6 separate regions of the Mus musculus genome follow, and regions 1, 3, 4, 5 and 6 are each linked to region 2. A link is a contact called in public Hi-C, HiChIP or PLAC-seq and promoter capture Hi-C data. All regions are on one chromosome and are shown on one strand. The core of a region is the stretch at or near the end of the contact, and the rest is flanking DNA. Distances in the headings are between cores, read along the strand shown. Region 1 holds the start of Fbxo28 (F-box protein 28). Region 2 holds the start of Mia3 (melanoma inhibitory activity 3). Region 3 overlaps Mtarc1 (mitochondrial amidoxime reducing component 1). Region 4 holds the start of Degs1 (delta(4)-desaturase, sphingolipid 1). Region 5 holds the start of Hlx (H2.0-like homeobox). Region 6 holds the start of Mtarc2 (mitochondrial amidoxime reducing component 2).

What was found. Promoter capture Hi-C pulls out the DNA fragments that hold promoters and counts their contacts. Hi-C and Micro-C count contacts between places; a contact is called where the count stands out from the background. HiChIP or PLAC-seq counts read pairs in DNA pulled down with a chosen protein or histone mark.
Region 1: a contact with region 2 is called in a promoter capture Hi-C map of hippocampal neurons, with 17 times the contacts expected there. The contact joins the promoter of Fbxo28 here to the promoter of Mia3 in region 2. A contact is called at or near these places in 8 of 39 promoter capture datasets (the 3T3-L1 cell line, the C10 cell line, hippocampal neurons and 4 more) and 1 of 115 datasets of contacts at active chromatin or transcription factors (pancreatic cancer cells).
Region 3: a Hi-C map of CD8 T cells shows a contact between it and region 2, with 7 times the contacts expected there. The contact joins the enhancer-like site here to the promoter of Mia3 in region 2. A contact is called at or near these places in 1 of 39 promoter capture datasets (embryonic stem cells), 2 of 484 Hi-C or Micro-C datasets (CD8 T cells and the G1E-ER4 cell line), 8 of 115 datasets of contacts at active chromatin or transcription factors (embryonic forebrain, embryonic hindbrain, embryonic limb bud and 4 more) and 1 of 9 other capture datasets (adipose tissue).
Region 4: a contact with region 2 is called in a promoter capture Hi-C map of liver, with 7 times the contacts expected there. The contact joins the promoter of Degs1 here to the promoter of Mia3 in region 2. A contact is called at or near these places in 4 of 39 promoter capture datasets (hippocampal neurons, liver and pre-B cells) and 2 of 115 datasets of contacts at active chromatin or transcription factors (astrocytes and embryonic forebrain).
Region 5: a contact with region 2 is called in an H3K4me3 HiChIP or PLAC-seq map of embryonic forebrain, with 6 times the contacts expected there. The contact joins the promoter of Hlx here to the promoter of Mia3 in region 2. A contact is called at or near these places in 5 of 39 promoter capture datasets (the 3T3-L1 cell line, the C10 cell line, hippocampal neurons and 2 more), 1 of 15 datasets of contacts at CTCF or cohesin (large pre-B cells), 5 of 484 Hi-C or Micro-C datasets (Th1 cells, cardiomyocytes, cerebellum and 2 more), 16 of 115 datasets of contacts at active chromatin or transcription factors (acute myeloid leukemia, astrocytes, bone marrow-derived dendritic cells and 12 more) and 2 of 9 other capture datasets (adipose tissue and liver).
Region 6: a promoter capture Hi-C map of pre-B cells shows a contact between it and region 2, with 43 times the contacts expected there. The contact joins the promoter of Mtarc2 here to the promoter of Mia3 in region 2. A contact is called at or near these places in 7 of 39 promoter capture datasets (the 3T3-L1 cell line, the C10 cell line, HPC-7-derived erythroid cells and 3 more), 1 of 15 datasets of contacts at CTCF or cohesin (large pre-B cells), 2 of 484 Hi-C or Micro-C datasets (the N1E-115 cell line and cortical neurons), 13 of 115 datasets of contacts at active chromatin or transcription factors (the 230-238 cell line, bone marrow-derived macrophages, cardiomyocytes and 9 more) and 1 of 9 other capture datasets (liver).

What each region holds. Positions count from the first base shown.
Region 1 is chr1:182,339,726-182,343,000 of GRCm38.p6, reverse strand. It overlaps Fbxo28 (F-box protein 28), which reads left to right and starts at 1,395. Exons shown (of 5, transcript NM_175127.2): 1 at 1,395-1,678. The coding sequence starts at 1,412.
Region 2 is chr1:183,368,299-183,371,621 of GRCm38.p6, reverse strand. It overlaps Mia3 (melanoma inhibitory activity 3), which reads left to right and starts at 2,057. Exons shown (of 26, transcript NM_177389.3): 1 at 2,057-2,225. The coding sequence starts at 2,093. It also overlaps the pseudogene Gm37339.
Region 3 is chr1:184,791,880-184,795,004 of GRCm38.p6, reverse strand. All of the region lies in intron 6 of Mtarc1 (mitochondrial amidoxime reducing component 1), which reads left to right. Among named protein-coding and RNA genes, the nearest start is that of Gm51725, 12 kb to the right of the region's middle. Within about 2 kb of position 1,689, at least 71 of the 459 cell types and tissues checked have an H3K27ac peak or open chromatin away from gene starts, as enhancers often do. A contact at or near this core is called in CD8 T cells, where this site is marked.
Region 4 is chr1:182,281,232-182,284,242 of GRCm38.p6, reverse strand. It overlaps Degs1 (delta(4)-desaturase, sphingolipid 1), which reads left to right and starts at 1,442. Exons shown (of 3, transcript NM_007853.5): 1 at 1,442-1,621. The coding sequence starts at 1,540.
Region 5 is chr1:184,730,865-184,734,218 of GRCm38.p6, reverse strand. Hlx (H2.0-like homeobox) reads left to right here and starts at 1,726. Exons shown (of 4, transcript NM_008250.2): 1 at 1,726-2,660; 2 at 3,349-3,354. The coding sequence starts at 2,078.
Region 6 is chr1:184,844,463-184,847,781 of GRCm38.p6, reverse strand. It overlaps Mtarc2 (mitochondrial amidoxime reducing component 2), which reads left to right and starts at 1,874. Exons shown (of 8, transcript NM_133684.4): 1 at 1,874-2,236. The coding sequence starts at 1,965. Gm34451 (a long non-coding RNA gene) reads right to left here and starts at 1,935. Exons shown (of 2, transcript XR_865818.3): 1 at 1,545-1,935.

The sequences.
Region 1 (3,275 bases), core at 146-2,645, 1.0 Mb after region 2:
GAAGTTGAGTGGGACTATAAGCAATCACTGTCTACTAGTGACACGCCTCCTTCAGCTAGGCCCCACCTCCCAAAGAAACCCCAAAGCGCAAGGCCAACTCAGAACTGAGTGTTCAAATATCTGAACTTGTAGGAAACAATCTTACCCAAACCACCACCAAGTCCAACCTGACTTTGTTTACTTCAGATGCAGAGTGTGTATTTTTATGCATGAAATAATACTACATTATGCTGGGTCACCTATGGGGCGTCCTAGTAAGAGGCACGTGATGATCTTTCCTCCCACAACTTGTGGTGGTACTCCTAATCATGTGATTATAAGCCTGTTCCCTGAATTTCTGTATCATACCTTTCTTATTTTGTGATTAATGCATTACATGAGAAGTGGGTTATTTTGAGACTACGTGCTACACCTTACCACAGGCTTGTCTTCTGGTTTTAGCATCTTTTCATTGGTTCTCACCTAAATTGATTCACAGAGAATAAAAGTCTTTTTTTTTTTTTTTTTTTTAAGCACACAATTCAGGTACTGGAGAGATGGCTTAGAGGTTAAGAGCACTGGCTATTCCTCCAGTGAGAAACAATGCACCCATTAACTGTCTGTTGTCTTCCACACTTCCCTTATTCCCAACTTCCACCAACCACGAATCCACTCTGTTTCAGTTAAGCAGTTGTAAACCAGCCAGTTGTTGGTGCTGGAAACCAAAGGCCAGTGTTGGTGCTGGAAACCAAAGGCCAGTGTTAGTGCTGGAAACCAAACTCGGGTCTTCTGGAAGTGCACCAAGTGTTGTAAGCTCGCTTGTGCTCTCTCTCTCTCTCTCTCTCTCTCGCCCCTGACTCTATGGACCTGCCTACATAGGGCATTTCACATAAAAGTAGTCGTATGGTGTGTGACTCTGTGTTTTTATTTCATTAATGTGCTTTCAGGGTTTACCTGTTGTCTTGTAGTTTTAAACTAGCGGTGTTTTATTCCTTTTTATATGCTGCAATTATCACTGTGACTCTTGGGAGATGCTGATCTAAATACAAATTTCCGTCTAAACTTATGAAGGTGATATGGTTTTTATCATCCTTTGGCGAGTTGCTTTTAAAGAAAACTGCTCCATTGTCGTTCCTTTTATCAGATGAAAGGGACTATGACGACCGCCTTTCTTAGGGTTTGCGGAATCCTTGCTCGTTTCCACTCTAACAAGGCAGTCTCCGATTTTAAAGAGCTACAACGACCACCTCTCTTGAAGTGTGCACTATCTTCCCTCCTTTCCGATGGACGCACCGAAAGCTCGCCTCTCTTTCCAGCTGTCATCCCACGAGCTCCTCCCTCTCCTTAAGCTCCCCCCCCCCCAGGAGGAGGAAGTGACGCACAGGAAGTGTCCCGATCCCCTTACATTGGAGGAAGGAATCAAACTCCCAAGATGGCGGCGGCGTCTGAGGAGCGGATGGCTGAGGAAGGAGGCGGCGGCCACGGCGACGGCGGCTCCTGTTCGGCTGCCGGCTCCGCTCAGCGACAGCCCCCGGCGCCCCCGTCGCAGGCCCCGCCGCCCGGGTCCCAGGCACCCGCCGCGCCCGCGCTGGCACCGGACCACCTGCCCCAAAACAACACACTGGTGGCGCTGCCCATCGTAGCCATCGAGAACATCCTCAGCTTTATGTCCTACGACGAAATTAGCCAGCTCCGCCTGGTGAGGGCCGAGGCCTGGGGAGGACCGGCGAGGGCGGCGCGTTCCTGGGGAGGGAGCCCCGCCGGCTCGGGACACGGAGCGCGCGCGTCCCCGGCAGCCGGGAAGTGGCGCTGGCGACGGCCGGCGGGGTGCTTGCTGCTGCCGCGCTGGCATCGCGACCGCCGGGCGGGCGAGGCTCCGCTCTGCGCCTCGCCCCGCCCCGAGGGTCTCCTCGCCCCTAGCCCGGGACGCGCCCGCCTGCGAGAAGTAACGGAGCGGGGCTTGGTGCCCTCCGCCCGGCTGGACCGGCGACAGGGACTCCCGAAGGGGCAGGCGCCTGCCTCGACTGCCCGCTCGGGCTCTGGAGTTCACTCCCAAGTGGGCAGAGGATCCCAGCCAGGCTTGGGTTGTGTTGCAAGAATAGTGTGTATTGTCCCTCCAACCCAGGCTTTCTGCTTGAAAAGGATGAAGGGGGTTTGGCTGTCCCCCCCCCACCCCCCCCCGCTCCCCCTTGAGCCCCAGTTGCGGTTCTAAGATTGCAGTTGTGTTGTGCGTTTAAAACCCCAGAGCCTTAGTTGCTCACTAAAGTAGAGCCCTGGGAGATGATGACCTGACTGGCTTTGCCTCCCTGACACTCCTTACTATAGCGAAGCAACTTGTCCCCTTGTCAAGCTATTACCCCCTCCCGCTTGTTTGCTTTTTTTTTTCAAATGTGCTTCAAGCCCACCCTCCTGCAGTCGGAGTGGTTTACTTATTATACCCTAAAAATAACACATTGTCCTAGCCAAAATTTAAAAAGAAAAAAAATTGCCATTGGAATTTTACTACATCCCTGAGGTTTGACCGAAGATTTGATGAATTACTTGGTTCAGGAAGATATCTCACTTCCTACCGGGGTATTTCCCCTTAGGTGGTTAGGAAATTGGAGGAGGTGGACATTTTGAAGTGGTTGTGAGCTGGTTTGATGTAGTCACTTAAATGTGCTCGGGATTGTTGATAAAAGGACAAAGACATCTTTCTGAATGTGCTGTGTGTGGCGGTTACTTATTCATCGCTATGCCATATTTTAGCCCTATTCTTCCATCTCTAAATTGACCAGTATTGTGTTTCAAAGGAAATCATCTTTAAAAACAGCTTGCAGTCATTCATTCAAACTCCGGGGCAGGTTTTGTGTGTGTTTCCCCACACTCTGTGGAATGGAAAATTTCTTCTGTTTAGAGTAGGTATTTCAGAATACAGTTGTCCTAGATTTTCAAAGCATCATCCTAGGATTTCGTGTAGAGTGGTAAATATTTCCTTTATATTTTATAAAGCTTGGTACTTGACCAAAATGTATGCTGTATATACAATTGCGTTTGGCAATTGGGCATAACATTTGATTGAATTCAGCCAGCCAGCCAGACAATGGCTTTGAAAAGCTTGGAATGTTCACAGGTTTTTTGTTGTTGTTGTTAAGTGTTGAGAAAAACGGGGTTTTATTGGTTTGTTGGTCGTTTTTCCTTCTTTTCATTCATTGTTGTTTTGTTTTGTGTGTTACTGTTTGGCCACCAATCTGGAGTTCAGCCTTGATTCTACTAGATAAATGCTCTGTCAGCTTTAACTCTCATTTTTCCTTTTC
Region 2 (3,323 bases), core at 808-3,307:
GCAGCCAGGCCTGAAGACATCAGGTTGGCCCCTGGGACCCATACGGTGGATATACAGGACTGAGAGAGCCATCGCTTCCAGTCATTCTCCAACCTCTGTCATGCACCCCCACAGAAAGATAAATACATTTTTTAGTCTTTCATGTGATTTTTATTTTCTTTCTTTAACCGTGATAATATGATATCCAAATTCGTCATAACAGGTGGGTCTGGAGACACAGGCTTATCCATCCCACTTACAGGCAAGGCAAATGCTGCTTCTTGAAATGACCTCATCATGGATTCTCTGGTCACCTAACCCAAGTCACCTCCTTGTCTGGGTTTATCTTCACTATATTGTGCGGTGGCCACTTCAGTGAATTTCATCCCAGACTTTAACTTTTCCATGGCTTCCATGATTTTCCCGTGTTTTCCACATAGAATGGGTCTGACCTCTACTGACGTCCACCACCTTAGACCCCTGAGACGCCTTGTCAGCACTGTCACTTCCAGAGGCTGCACCTCCTTCTCCTCCTTTCTCAGAACCACTTTCCCTCTTTGGCAGCATCTTTTAAGCTTGCTGTTGAACTCTCCAGAATAAATACATTTTAAAAGCAAGCAAAACCTATTATGAGCCAAACAGCGTACTATTCTTCAGTAATAGGAACATTGGCCCTGTATGTAAAAGTATATTTAAATCAATATCTCATGCTATTTTATCCGTCTTTTTCTACCAATGGAATGTTATTTAATTCTATTCTGTAGACATAAGAAGACGTTTAAATTACTTTGGTGTGCTTTCATACCCCGGTGGCACCCAGAACAACAGGAAACAGTGGGGTGAGAATGTAGTCGCTCTGACAGATATGTCCCCATCTAACAATAAACGTATCTGCAGATTTGGTGTTGAGGATGCTGCTGTGGGGAGAGCACTAGAGGTCTGAAAGAACTCCATGGAGTCTGTGTGTGTGTGTGTGTGTGTGTGTGTGTGTGTGTTTACATCGGGACTGTGGTTCATGCAGCAGATTGTTGTTGAGCACATCACAAGACCCGGGTACCTCCCTAGGCAATGAAGAACAAGCGGAAACAAAACAAGTTAGAGTGGGGATGTAGCTCAGCACTGTCGGTGAGCACGCCCAGACTCCAGCACCACATAAACAATAGCTCCTATAGAGTTATTTGAGGGGTGGGAGGAGTGGGCTGCTCTATTTGAGTGAACCTAACAGAAGAGGGGAAGAAAGCCAGGAAACAGGATAAAGGGACAGAGAGACAGGGCAGTCTGTGGTAAAGCCATTGCATGTTACTTGGAAATACGGAGTTATAAGGAAGCTTAAGGAGAACATTGAGACAGTAGCTATTGGCAACATGAGGGCATTCGGGTGTGCCACGGAGTGGGTCTGGCCTACAGTTCTGTCAAAGGAGATGGAAGCTGAACACGTTGGTGCTAGACTAAATGACTTTATGTTCTTATGTCCTTTATGGACAGCGACAGGAATCTGAAGATCGTGGGCAGAGGATCACTGTCCACCACCCCTCTCCTTAAAGGATGACACTTTCTAATTTACTGTCTCACCCACTACTCCACTGAACTAAAAGAGAGCCATGGAGGTCCCAAAGAACCCCATGGAGTTTGAAGTGTGTGTGTTAGGGTCGGGGGTTGTGCATGGATCAGTTACACACTGTGTCCAGTCCTGTGTGGGACTTGGCGGTTCAGAACTAAAAGCGGTAGTTGGAAGAAGTGATGGAGAGAGATGGCTGTTTAGCATGGACCAGAAATCCGAAGCTGTAGGAGGAAGACGAAAAACCTGTTGGGATGGCGCTGAGATGCGGAGTGACGAACCTGGTGACGCGGAGGGTCGTCTGTGAAGGCGCCCGAGTCGAGGCTTGCGATTGGGCGAGGGGAAGGTGCCTCTGACGGTCGTCAAGGTAGCAGTTCGGGAGGGACGCCAAGGCCTCCTCCAAGTCACCGCGCATCCCTTGCTGAGCCCTTGCTGACGTGTCACTCGCAGCAGCCCGCCTCTTGGGCGCCTCCCCCGGCACCGCCCGCTCCTGCCCCGCCCCCGACACCGCCCGCCGGCGGCCTCCGCGTCACCCGGGCCCGCGGTGGCCACAACATGGCTGCGGCGCCGGGGCTGCTCTTCTGGCTGTTCGTGCTGGGGGCGCTCTGGTGGGTCCCGGGCCAGTCGGATCTCAGCCACGGACGGCGTTTCTCGGACCTCAAAGTGTGCGGGGACGAAGAGTGCAGCAGTGAGTCCGGGGTGGCGGGGCGGGCGGCCGGTTCCCGGGTGGCTGCGGTGGCTGCGCGGGTCGGAGTCCCACAGCCGGCACCTGGCCTAGGGGGTCGCAGGCCCGCGGAGCCCGCGCTGGTACGCTTTACTCGGCTATCGCCCGGCTAGCCCTGCCATAGAGGCCGTGCCTACCACTTGTTGCCGGATTTGCTCTCTGCTCCTCTGACCCTGCCGGGGGGCGCCGCAGACCCAGCCGGGTTTCCAGGGTGCTGCTCTCTGCTTCCTTATCCCCGCACTCCCCTTGGGCTCCCAGGGTGATGGGGTGGCTCGCCCCCGCATCCTGGGCGCCCCATGCTGCAGCCAAGAGCGTTTTAACGCCGGCCGCGGGGACCTGGGTCCACTCAAGACCGAGATCCACGCGCTTAGAGATCTGGGGCGCAATCCTAGCGGCCGATTGACGGCGGGGTTCCTCCAGAAGGCACCTCGGCGCTGCCCTCTTGGCTGCATTGGGACCAGCTCACATCATCTTTGGAACCAGAGGAACTGGAGTTTAGGTTTGGGATGAATCCCGAGGCCAAGCAAGCAGTGCATTCTGTGGTCTCCCCGGTTTTCTCCTTCAGTCCCGTCGCTCTTTTGCATAGAAGCCTTTTGCCAGCTCCCAAGCAGGGCTGCGGGAAGGTCAAAATCTTTCGTTCTTTAACCAGCCAAGTTACTGCACCTGTCACTACCTGAGAACCGCAGCCGCCTTCTCTGTGCGCAGTCGCGCCCTAGTCCTAGGTTGGAGGTGCCAGGGTTGGAGGTGGGCCATGGGGAAGGTTAGGATTAGAAGAGGGCTACTACTGTAACGGTGATAATAAATACTCCAAGGGTCTCAGGAACCCGTCCAGCCCTTTCCTTAGTTCCCTATGTTGCTGGGACTTACTCCTACCCAGAATAATACTGTTTTTAGGTTGGTTTCCAGAAACTGTAACTCACTGACGATGTCCTTCACAAATCACAGCAGTCCATTCAGAAAAGTATTCATTCTAAAAGACTAAGAAGAGTGCAGGTTAGCCATTTGTATTTCAATTGGTGTTATGAAAAAAAAAAGGAAAAAGCAAAATGCATAACTTGAATG
Region 3 (3,125 bases), core at 440-2,939, 1.4 Mb before region 2:
CTCCAGAGGGTAATGGGGGTAAGGTGGGATAGGGACTCCCATAAGGCACTGTGGGAAATGTCACTATGTGAGGCAAAATTCCCCAGAGGAGCAGGTTTGGGGACACACGACAGCTCTTATTTGTATCTATATGCCATCAGAGCAGTGGAGGATCTGGTCTTTTTATCTTCCATGGAATGGAGGAGACACAGCAAAGTGAAAGACAGGCAGGCTGGACAGTGGGAAGAGACCCAGCAATTGCAGTGTTGTTACTGTCAGCAAGTCTCCTTAGGCCAGGCCCTCAATCTGTTCTGGTTTTAGGTTCTAGGGATTGAATCCAGGACCTCATGATGCTTGGCAAGCTTCTACCCTAAGCTCTGTCTCCAGCCATCATTTTTACTTATTTCTTCTTCTTTTTCTTCTTCTTCTTCTTCTTCTTCTTCTTCTTCTTCTTCTTCTTCTTCTTCTTCTTCTTCTTCTTCTTCTCCTTCTCCTTCTCCTTCTCCTTCTCCTTCTCCTTCTCCTTCTCCCTCTCCCTCTCCCTCTCCCTCTCCCTCTCCCTCTCCCTCTCCCTCTCCCTCTCCCTCTCCCTCTCCCTCTCCCTCTCCCCCTCTGTGTGTGTGTGTGTGTGTGTGTGTGTGTGTAGCTTGTATGTGTATGGTCCCCACATAGGCCAGAAGAGGGCATCAGATCCCCTGGAGCTATAGTTGTATTTTGTTTTTGTTTTTGTTTTTTTGGTTTTACGAGACAGAGTTTCTCTGTATAGCCCTGGCTGTCCTGGAACTCACTTTGTAGACCAGGCTGGCCCTGAACTCAGAAATCCTCCTGCCTCTGCTTCCCAAGTGCTGGGATTAAAGGAGTGCGCCGCCGCCACCACCGGCCGGAGCTATAGTTGTAGACAGTTGTGAGTCGCCTCGTGGAAGCCAGGAACGTAACTCGGTCGGATCTCTGCCAGAGCAGCAAGTGCTCTAAAGCAGCCATTACTTTTTGTTTTGAGGCAGGGTTCCCCTAGGACGTTCAGGTTGGCTTTGAACTTGGTAAGCCTTGAACTTCTGATTCTCCTGTCTCAGTCTCCTGGGTAGCTTGGACTATATATATCACTAGACATGGCTCTGATCCTCATAAAATAGGAGATGAGGAAAACTTAGATGAGTCTACGTGTAGGTCAGATAAAAGACTCAGGAGCTGGCTGTCACCTTTGATCTCTCCCTCACACACTGCGGGATCTCAGACTTCCTTTCTCTCTAGTCTTGAAAGGCTCACACAGTTGCAGACCCATCTCTTCCTCAAAGCACTCTGGGTACTGCGGCTGGTTCTCTGCGCTGTCAGAGCCCCTCCCTTGGGAGGCTATGTTTGTAGAAAGAGTAATGGACCCAAAACACAGAGTAAGGGCAGGAAGCGGCAGCGTGGGGGTGATCACAGCGTGGGAGTGATCACAGGGGCCTGTACTCACCTCCTGATCTTCTGCAGGCTTCTCTAAGCCCAGCAGTCGGGCCCTAATTGCTTCTAATAACCAGGGAGACAGTGCTACCGGCCTAGGTGTCTTCTCCTATCTCTCCCTGAGATTTAAAGTGCCACGGACATAGTGATTTACGCCCTTCCCGGGACAGGTGGTCATAAATCGAGTAGGAGAGTTCCGGGTGCACGGGTATAAACCACATGAGCACGCAGCCCTCCGGCGGCAACTTGCTGATGTCCGGGAGATGGCGCTGCTTTGCACTGACTGTGCTAGGCAGGGCAGCTGAGCTCTCACCCACCTGCCTGACCGACTGTACCCAGCGGGGCAAGCGAGACAAAGCGGTAGAGGATTAGTCCAGCGAAGGACTGATGCTGGATAGGCTAAGAGCGTTCTGTCACCGAGTTCTGTCCTAGCATGCTTGGGATCTTGAGGTTTCAGGGGGTTTTGTTTTGTTTTGTTTTATGTAAAGATCTATTTATTTAATATTTTTATGTGTATGGGTATTGCCTGAACGCATATATACGCACACCACACGCATGCCTGGTGTTACGGATCCCCCACACCACCACATGCATGCCTGGTGTTACGGATCCCCCCGGAACTGCAGTTACAGACAGTTGGGACCTTCCATGGCGTGCTGTGAATTGAACCTGGGTTTCCTGGAAGAGCAGCTATTGCTCTTAAATGCTGAACCGTTTCTCTAGCCCCTGCTTTTTTGTGGGTTTTTTTTTTTTTTGGTTTGATTGTTTGTTGTTTTGTTTTCTTTTTTGTAAGAGGATTTCACATAGCTGGAATAAAGCAACTTGTATCATTTTTCAATAGGTGACCAGGTCCTGACCACAGGCCCCAGCAAACAAGCCCCTCCACATCTTGCTGTATCTATTTGACACTTGAGAGTAAGAGAAGTCAGAAGAACTTTCTATTCCCCCACTTCCCTTTGCTTTGGCCCCCACTTGCTCCTGCCAATAGGGGCTTTTTGGTTTGTTTGTTTGTTTGTTTGTCTCTCATTATAGGTGGTTGTGAGCCACCATGTGGTTGCTGGGATTTGAACTCATGACCTCCAGGAAAAGCAGTCAGTGCTCTTAACCACTGCTCTCACCAGCCCCCAGAACTTTCTATTCTTAAGGCTAGCTGCTTTCAGTGACACTTAACCCAACCCCATTGGTAGCCCAGAGTGGGGACAGTGTCCATGTGTCAACCCTTTGGGAGCTGCCACATGATGCCTAACTCAGAACCCAGCCCTGAAGGTGGACAGTGAGGCCTCCGAAGAGAGGTGGACCTAAGGCTGCCCATCGCTCTGGGATCTCCACATGGGGAGTGGCTAGGGACCTTGCCTGTGGTCAAGCCAGGTCACTGGTGTGAGCACAGAAGGCAGTGTGACTCACACCTGCTCCTCACTCGTGTACAGCACTTTACAATGGACTCGGCTCACACCATCATGTAAGGATGGAGACGTCTGGCAGGAGGAAGAGTTGTTTGTTGATGGTTGTTTTCAGTGCTGGGAGGAAACCCAGAGGCTCAAACATGTGTGCTGTACCCCTGAGCTACAATGTCCAGTCCAGGGACCTCTGTTTAGGATAAATAACATCTCTTAGGGACTCTTACTGATCAGAGTAATTGCATTTTTAGATGCACCAAAATGAAATACATGAGTCTTTTTGGGGGGGGTGGGGGTGGAAATGTAATT
Region 4 (3,011 bases), core at 193-2,692, 1.1 Mb after region 2:
AATACCTTCACCTACCCAGATGATACTTTAATTAAATAGCATCACATCAGGGGCTAGAGAGATGGTTCCGTATTTGAAGAGTTCCTACTGCTCTTGCAGAGTTCAGTTTCCAGCACCCATGGAAGGTGGGGTGTCTTTCAACGGCATGTAACTCAGCTCCAAGGGATCTGACACCCTTTTCTGGCCTCTGAAAGCAACTGCACCCAGATAGATAGATCTTTAAATAACATCACATCATTTTAACCCTTCAGAATAAATAAGACTGATACATCACAGCTGGCTAGTTTATCCTTTAAGTCCCTGTTAATTTGTTGGTTTTTTTTTTCTCCTTTATTAGAGAACACAAAATTCCCATATCGTTTCCTACAGTGAGATCTTGCTGATGGTATCCCATAGTTTAGCAGATTCCTCTGTAGTTTGTAGTTTTCTATACATGAGCAGTTGTACTTCCAAGACTTGTCAGACTTGGATGTCTGTCTCTCTGTGTCCCCACCTCTCCCGTTGTGGTATGCATGTGCAGTGGTGTGTGTCTGTGTCTGATTTATACTCATGACCACTTGGCTTCTTTAGGAAAGTCATCTGGTCTGCTAATCCCTAATCCTGTAATCTTAATCTTAATTAGCAGTTCCTTTCACTTCCAGGCTCCACGGAGAAGCCAGGGCTCTTAGTCCATCCACCTGCTCGGCCCGTGCTCCAACTCTGTGCCACACCTCTAATCCCTAAACCTCGTAAGTGAAGAAATGATAGGCATTTTGAAATCAAATCTCCCCTGCCTCCCACAGGAAGTTGCGGGTGATCACTTCTGTGACACGGGAAGATGCATGATTGAGCAACCATTAGTGTAGGGAAACATCAGAACCACCAACTCCACCCCATCTCTCCCTTCCCTTTTCTTTACTGCATTGTTCAGACAAGTCTGAAATTCCACTGGGAGGCAAGGGCAGGCCCACCGGCTGGAGGATAACCTAGGCTAGGTAGTGAGAACCTACTTCAAGAAACAAAAGCAAACATATGGGGCGGGAGGGGTGAGGAGGGGCGAAGACGGGAGAGAGGGGAGAGAAAAGCAAAGAGAAAAAAAAAACTTTTTTAAAAATTAGATTTTAGTTGCCACACACTCCAAATCTCTGGAGGTTTTAGTTCCAGAAGGCAACCAAACAGGGCTCGACAGATAATTTGCTATTAAAAGTTAAGCGAAATATGGGCTCGTTGCCACTTAATCAAAGCCAGTGATCTTCCGAACTCAAGGAGAGGTAGCCACCCCATGTACTCCACCCACTGAGGCGCTAAAGCGAGAGCCTTATCCAGCCGCAAATCTTTCCTTCTCTTTTCACCTTTTCCCAGGCTTCGTGAGCCTACAAGGTTCTTGGCTGCCGACCCAGGTCCCGCCCATCGCCTCCCACGAGGGGCGTGGTCATTGCGGGGCGTGGCCTGAGGCCCCGCCTCTGCCCGCGTCCCCGCGGCTTATCGACTAGAGCCGGGCCTCGAGCTGCCGCCGTCCGGACACGAGCCGGAGGCAGAGCGGGTCCACAGGCCGCAGCCATGGGTAGCCGCGTGTCCCGAGAGGAGTTCGAATGGGTCTACACGGACCAGCCCCACGCCGCCCGGCGCAAGGAGATCTTAGGTGAAGACTGGACCCCGTTATGTGCGCGTGGCCGCGTGCGGGCCCTGAGCGGCCTCCCGTGCGCGCCGTGCGAGCGCGGCCTCCGCGGCCCCTTCCAGCCGCTCCGCTGCTTGGCCGCCGGCGCGGGCTCCGGGCGGGCGGGAGAACCGAGGGATGAGGGATCAGCGCGCCGCCGCTCGCTGCTAGCCCTTCGATGGTCATGTGTTGGAGGCCTCCGCCGGCCTGTGAGCTGAGGGTCCCCAGGTAGGGCGATCCGGACTCGCCCCTCCTGCTCCGACAGTCGAGGGTGACCCCCGCTCCTGGTGGAGCGGTAGGCTCGAGCCCGGACGCCTGCTTGGCTCAGGGCGTGGTCCAGGGGCATCCCCGGCCCCGGGAGCCTCAATCACGTGGTCCAGTCAGCTGCAGGCCTAGCGGGGGACCAGGTTCGGGTGACCCTAGGCTTCCCAGACCGGATGGCTCCTGTGAGTTTTTATTCCAGTGATCTGCGGGACCGGCTGCATAGGAAAGGCGCGCAGCTTAGCCTCCCGGACCTTAGGACAGGCTAGGCCTGATTTAGGAGAGTATGGGGGGCGGAGGGGGGGTTTCCACGTGAGATAGAGAGGTCTCTTATCCCACGTAGGCTGCTCTTAAGAATAAGGACAAATTGTTGGGTATGAGCTTTGCATATATGAACCAGTTCAATTTTTCCTTTCCAGTACTTTGCCTGAGCCGGCATTTTAAAAGATGAAGTAATGTTTAAGAAGATTCCAACATCTTCATAATTAGACTGCAGCCAAAGAGTCTGCCTTTTTTCTTTTCTTGGTGCTAGATATAGAAAGTTGTTTTAGTTTGTTTGTTTTGATTTAATTGAGAGAATCAATGAAAGGCCTTTTAATATGAGGAACTGCCTCATATCCACCATTTTCACACTCTTTCTTAAAAATATTTGCCTAATGGGGGAGGGGGCGGCGAGGCCCTGGTTTCTGCAGTAGTTGCTAAACTTAGACATTACTTGTTTCGCAAATCAGAGTGACTAGCTGCCGTTCAAATGGACTTTATTTTTCTAGTGGAATTCACGTTCAGGGGATCCCTGGTGCTAGTAAGTTCTCTACCATTGAGCTGCACCCCTGACTTCTGACCTGGAACTTAAATTGAGTGAGCCTCAGTCATTATCACCAGCTGTGCTGTCAGGTGCTTTGGGCTCTGGGGTTTCCGTATAGTCATTGCCTCTGCCTCATTACGGTGATAAATGTCTGCTGCTCCAGGGAGGGAGGGAGGCCTTTGGCTGCTGGCTTATCGGTGCTCACCGGTGCTTTTGGGTGTGTGGGGAGGGGGGAAGGGGGAGGTGTCTGGTGAAATCATGCCAGAGGGGTTTGAAGGAAAAAAGCTGATCCCCCTCATGTCAGCCTGG
Region 5 (3,354 bases), core at 477-2,976, 1.4 Mb before region 2:
ACTTTAGCCCAAAACTCACCTCCGGTGGCCTCTGTACTTGTCACAAGTCCACCCTCTGCTCCCTGCTAGACAGGATTTCCGGCCCCTCTCGTCCCAGGCACCATTGCCCTCAACTGTCTATACCCCTCCATTCCTTGATATAGTTAGTACCCCTGTCCCTGATACTGGGACATCATAGCCTGTGATTGATTAGCCATCGATTGCTTTCGAGGAAAAAGGCGTCCGCTAATGATGACAATACCGGCGACCAAGGACACGAAGCTGTTAGACATTAATCCAAGAGCTCACGCCAATCCTGAGCTGATAGTAGCCTGGCAGTTCCCTCACGGCTTCCAGTTTTTGGTATCTTATTGCTGAGGGGAAATAAGCCTGCCTTGGAATATCATTCCGGAGACACTTACTTGGACAATCGAAAACAAAAGATTTGGTGGTTTCGTTATTGTCATTATTTTATTTTCTTCCTGAAATGTGCAACAACCGTTCATCTAGGTGGCCTGTGGTCTGTTTGGGAGAGGGGCGGGGAAATCCACTCTGACTATAATTTAAAAGAGAACGAATTCTTAAAATAGAGATGTTGATGCGACAGAAAATTCCCAGTGCACCTAGGCTGAGTTCTAAAGACCCTAGCAAGAATGGAAGGCGCTGGCTGTGGAGGCTCGGACAGTGCCTCCCTCCAACAGGCCAAAGCGGATCCTGGAAAAACTGCAGCCGAATTAAAAGTAGGTATTTAATCTCAAAGGCAACCGCTCCCTGGCACTTGCAAAACATAGGACCTCACGTGACCAGGGGATGTGGTGGCCGCGGAGGGTAGCACTTCCTACAAGGTGCAGAGAGGGGACACGCGTGCCGCTCTTCTGGGGCTGCACTCCTTGTTGGTTCCGAGGCTCAGGGTAAAAGTTTGGCTGTTTCTAAGGGAGACGTTTGGAGCCATCTATCTTATTTTTGTTTGAAAAGTCACTCTTTCAAGTTGTCACTGGAATGACAGCTCCGAATAAAACTAATTTGTGGTCTGCCCTCCTCCTGGCTTCTTGGAGCAGCTCTGGTGAGCTGAGAAACCAGCGGATTACAGTAGACTTGGGTCGGGATTCTGGGCTGTAGGGGCGCTGAGAGGATGGGGCCTTTACCTAGGACTTGTGATAAAAGCACCTGGGTAAAAGCAGAGAGAAGGAAAGTCGCATGAGAGCGGAATACGGAAGGGACAGCCTGCGGACCGCCAGCGTGGTCTGCTGGGGTGGAGGTTGGGGGTGTACTACAGCAGAGTACGGGAGCCTCAGTGATCCCCCTCCTCCGCAGCTCCAGGAAAATTCCGGAGACCGGCTCCGAGGCTCTGCCGCTGGCGGGTCCCCGAGCTGCAGGGGACAGAGGAGAGCCAGAGGCCCGAGGAGTCTCGACCCCCAAGCGGCTCCCAGAGACGCTCAGTACTCAGCTTAGCCCACGCTGCCGCAGAAAACACTTTGGCGTGGCCAGGGCGTGGCCGAGCTCGGCCACGCCCCCCTCTTTCCCAATTCCCCTCCACTCCGGAGTCCCATTGGTCACGAAGACGTCCAATGAGCGCACGGATCAAGGTCCTACCCGGGGTCTGACTCGAAAGCTCCTGCCAAAACTTTGGGAGTTTTTAGAGAGGAGTTTTTTTTTTTTTTTTAATTTTTTTCCTTTTTTTTTTTTTTTTTTTTTTTTAAACTAACGGATCATTATTGTTGTTTTAAATTTAGCTCTTAGGGCTTAGCTGTTTGGGTTTTTCTTTCGGTGTCGGGTCCCTGTCTCCCCGGCTTCTGCGGAGTAGCAGAGCGAGGCCGCGCTCGCCTTGTCGCCCCAGCGCCTGGCGATCGCCTCCATCCACCCGGCGGGGAGCGCGCCCGCCGCGCCGCCTTTCAAGCCAAGCCAGGGGCCCAGGCCGTGGCGGGCGGCGATCGGGCCCTCGCCTCGTCCCTCGGTGGCGCTAGGGCTCCCCGGTTGGCCCTCCGCTTCAGGGCGGGCGAAGAACCGAAAGCAGCTCGGGCTCGGCTGGGACACCGCCTCTGCCCGAGCGCCCACCCACTTCCCCACTCACCCAGGACCCCGCCGGGATCCTGCCAGGATGTTCGCAGCCGGCCTGGCTCCCTTCTATGCTTCCAACTTTAGTCTCTGGTCAGCCGCCTACTGCTCCTCGGCGGGCCCGGGCGGCTGCTCCTTCGCCCTGGACCCAGCCGCTGTCAAGAAACCCTCTTTCTGCATCGCGGACATCCTGCACGCCGGCGTCGGGGAGCCGGGGCCCGCTGCAGAGGGACTGGTGGGGGCCTCGGCAGCCCTCACCGCACACTTGGGCTCCGTGCACCCGCACGCCTCCTTCCAAGCTGCCGCCAGATCCCCGCTCCGTCCCACCCCGGTGGTGGCGCCCTCAGAAGTCCCGGCTGGCTTCCCTCAGCGGCTGTCTCCGCTCTCTGCCGCCTTCCACCAGCATCTCCCGCAGCAATCACCAACGCAGCAACAGCAACCGCAGCAGCAGCCCCCGCCTCCACCCCGGGCGGTCTCCCTGCAGCCACCGACTTCGGGGACGCGGGTGGTCCCCCACCATAGCGGCTCCGCCCCTGCCCCCTCCAGCAAAGACCTCAAATTTGGTATCGATCGAATTTTGTCTGCGGAATTTGACCCAAAAGTTAAGGAAGGCAACACTCTGAGAGGTACGTATCGCTGGAAGGCCTCAGGCCTCACCACCACCCATGAGGGGCCTGATGTCAGGAGGATTTGGGGTGCGTTTATTTTTAAGGACAGAACGGTAGAATGAGGGCGAAGAAAACGAAATGAAGGAAAACTTAGTGACATGTAAAAGTCAGCTATCCCATGTTTAAAAACATATCTTCGTGTTGCTTAAACAGCATAGAAACGGATGACCATACTCTGGTTGCTGCAAAGTTTTGCAAAAGTGTGTATTATCCATCTTTTGAATGAAATATCTGCAGAACGACCTAGATCTTTCTGACAAGGAAATCTCAGCGTGGGGACACTTTGCATTTATTTGATTTCCAGTATTTCTTAAGAATTGCGGGGAAGCAAACCGGCCAGTCTAAGCTCCTGAAGGAAGGCGGGGGGGGGGGGGGGCTGAAGGGTGTAAATTAGGGGTTTGTAGAATTTCTGGAAGGCGTCCGAAATGACCACTTTAGCAACATTTTATGACAAGCCTTTCCTTATTATGGGGTGTACCGGCCATGCCTGACACACACTCTGGGGCAATTCAGGCCCCACTCTTCCGTAGCTGTTGGAGAAAGGGTCCATTTTGAGTTTAGTAGGTTCAAAGGGGGAGAAGGGAAAGGAGGAACAAATCTGCCCACAGTATGAGTTTGTGACCGACTCTTCTTTCCCCCTACCCAGATCTCA
Region 6 (3,319 bases), core at 625-3,124, 1.5 Mb before region 2:
GTCACCACAACACGAGGAACTGCATTTAAGGGTCTCAGCATTAGGACGGTTGAGAACCAGTGCTCTAGAATTTGTAGGTAACCCATATATAGGTCATTATAATACTATATAACACATACTCCTGGGAAGAGATTTAAGATGCTTATGAGATGCTAATGCATGAAGATGTAAGTGGAAATGTGGCTACACACACACACACATGTGCACACACACATGTGCACACACACTGGTTTAAGCAAATGTTTTTCTTAAAAAAAAAACCTCTTCTCCAGCAGGTGGCTTAGTCCTACTTTGGAGGGGACAACAGATTGGCCTCCTCAAGAGGCCTTGGACAGATTATGTCTTGATGCAAAGAACCATCCTTTGAAAAATAAACCAACTCCCATCCTATGTAAGAAAGTCTGTTCTTATCCCAGTAGTCTGCTTGAATGAAATTTTTACAAAATAATGGCAGACATCAGTTAAACTGTGAAGCCTGGGTTTTATCCATCAAGTAACTATTGACAGAGTGTGTGTCTGTAGTGGGGATGAGCTCAGATCTAGTAGGCATTGAGCTTTTCAGAGGGAAAGTGAAGGGGCAGAGAAGGGGGGGGGGAACACGTGCTACATGGGTAGGCTCTCTCAGTCTGTGTCACCTATCAGAAGCAAACACACTTGCTCTGCCAGTTACAGAGGTTGGGGCTCTGTCCTGTCTTTCCTCCCATGCAGAAGTCTGTCGTCTCTGGTGACTGTCCACGCAGCAGAATTCAACATTCTAAGCCCTTGGCTATTTTAAAATTTTTATTTTTATTTTAAGTATGTGGATGTTTTTGCCCGCATGTATGCCTGAGTACCACCTGTGTTCCAGCTATCTGCGGGGGGCAGAGAGAGTGGGGGTCTGCAGGGGGCAGAGAGAGTGGGGGTCTGCAGGGGGCAGAGAGAGTGGGGGTCTCTTGGCACTGGAATTGCAGACAGATACGATCTGCTATGTAAGTACTGGGAGTCCATCTGGGTGCTCTTAACCACTGAGTCATTTCGCCATTTATTTATTTAGCGTTTATTCTCCCCCTGTCTCCTCTTTCTGTCTCTCCATGTACACCTCCCACCCTCTCCTCTCTCGTGTCTCTTGTCTCAGTCTTCCCCTCCCCTTCCCAGTCCCCCTCTCCTTCTCCCTCCCACTCTCTCTGTTTGTTCAAGAAATGGTTCCCTCCCTTCTATCACATGGCTCCCAGGGACTGAATTCGAGATGTCAGTGTTGGCAGCCAGGACCTTTATGGGTTGAGCGGCTTTCAACTGATGAGTTAATCATTGATGCTTCTGAGACAGGTCCTGGCCATCAATAGCCCACCGTGATCTTGAACTTGGGGCTATCTCTTAGCCAAAGCCTGACATTTGGATTCCGTTTAGATCGTTGTCTGAGAAAAGTCGACCAGAGTCCTCTATTCGGACCTCAGCAAGTGGTAAGCTCTGGCAGCCTTTCCCTTCCTTGCGCTGTCTTAATTGGCTGGTGTACCTGTAACCTCAGGTCACGCTGCCAGAAGCCGCGCCAGTAGTTTTGTCTCTACCTGCAGAGATGGAAGCCGAGCGTTCCAGAGAGTTGCGCGATCTTCGGGAGACCTATCCCAAAGTTGTCCCCAGGAAACATTCCTCCATTCTGCTTCATTTCAGTGCAGCAGCTTCTTGCACAATTGAGTGTGCTCCTTTTAGAAGCAAAAGGGTTAATGAGTGTAGCAGGTTGAAGAGTCATGGGGGGAGGGATCACTTTAAAGGCGGACAGAGACAAAGTAAAATGAAAGTGACCACCCCACGCTGTCACCCGCGATGGGCGTGGGCCAGGCTCCGCCGACACTGATCTGGACGTGAGCAGCATAAGTTTGACAGGCAGTGCGGCTGCGCCAACCCTGGCTCCTCCCACACTCCCGGAGCCTTAAGCCCCGCCTCGACACCGCGGCCCAGTAGCCCAGGCCTGCCCGGGATAGTGTAACATGGGTTCCTCCAGCTCTACGGCTCTGGCTCGCCTCGGCCTCCCTGGGCAGCCGCGGTCCACCTGGCTCGGCGTCGCCGCGCTGGGGCTGGCTGCGGTGGCGCTGGGGACCGTAGCTTGGCGTCGCACGCGTCCCCGGCGGCGCCGGCAGCTGCAGCAGGTGGGCACGGTGTCGAAGGTTTGGATCTACCCGATCAAGTCCTGCAAGGGGGTGTCGGTGTGTGAGACCGAGTGCACGGACATGGGGCTGCGCTGTGGCAAAGTGCGCGACAGGTACGCCGAGCCCCGCACTGCACCGGGCGCGAATGGGCCGGGGCGAGGGAGGTGGGGCCTTGCCTATCCTTGCTCGGAAGTGTGAGACCTGGAACCAGGCGCCCCTCGGTGAGTGCAAACTTTGTGAGCCTGAGCCTGGAGCAAGTCGAGAGAGGAGTTCCGTACTGCAAGCTGTGTTCTCCCCAAACCTAGAAAGTAAGGGTTTGTTGCTTCTGGGAAACACACATATGGGAAAGAGATGACAGCAGTTACAGCACGGTGCACATTGACGAGCGTGTTCAAGTTGAAATCTAAGTTTGCAAGCCCAAATATGTCTGTGGGGAGACCTTCCGGGAGGAGAATTTTAGTTTTACCACATGCAAATTTACTCTAAAGCGAAACAGAGCGCCTGGATTTCGGCCCCCACCCCTTTCGGCTTCACAGAACTGAGGCTTGTTGCCTGAATTCTCTGGGCTGTCGAGCTTTGATCCTTTAGCTGCGAAGCCCGTGCTTCTGGCTAAAGTAGTTTTGGAAAACTGAGTTGGAGCATTCCTGGAACCCTGGGGGGTGGGGGGGGGGGGGGAGACTCCCCTGTCAGCTGTCCGTACAGCTCTCCTAACTGTAGGACACTAGAAATATAAAATGCCATTGGCTGAGCGTTTTCAAGAACATCGGGCCTTCCCTCTAGTTCTGGTGACCACTTGAACGAGTAAGGAGCAGAATTACACGGTTTGCCGGGGGTGGGGCGAGGGAGGGGTTGTGGTAGATGGCGATAGAGAGCTAGTCACAAACGGGTATGAAATAATAATAAAGGAGGTTAGAATAAAAAAAAAGAGTTTAGTTCTGCTACAGAATAAATTTATAGATCAGGAATTCCGCTCATGGATTTTCCATTCCTCATTGGCGGCCTATGTTTGCAATGCTGGGAGGTTTGGGTTTAAATTATCATTTACTGAGGGCCTGGGGATATAGCTCCGTTGGTAGGAGAGAGTGTTTGCCAAGGGTTCGTGAAGCCCTGAATTTTATCCTCCAGCATCCAAGGGAGGCATGGTGGCACATGCCAGTCATTTCCACACAGGAGGATCAGAAGTTCAAGGTCACTTC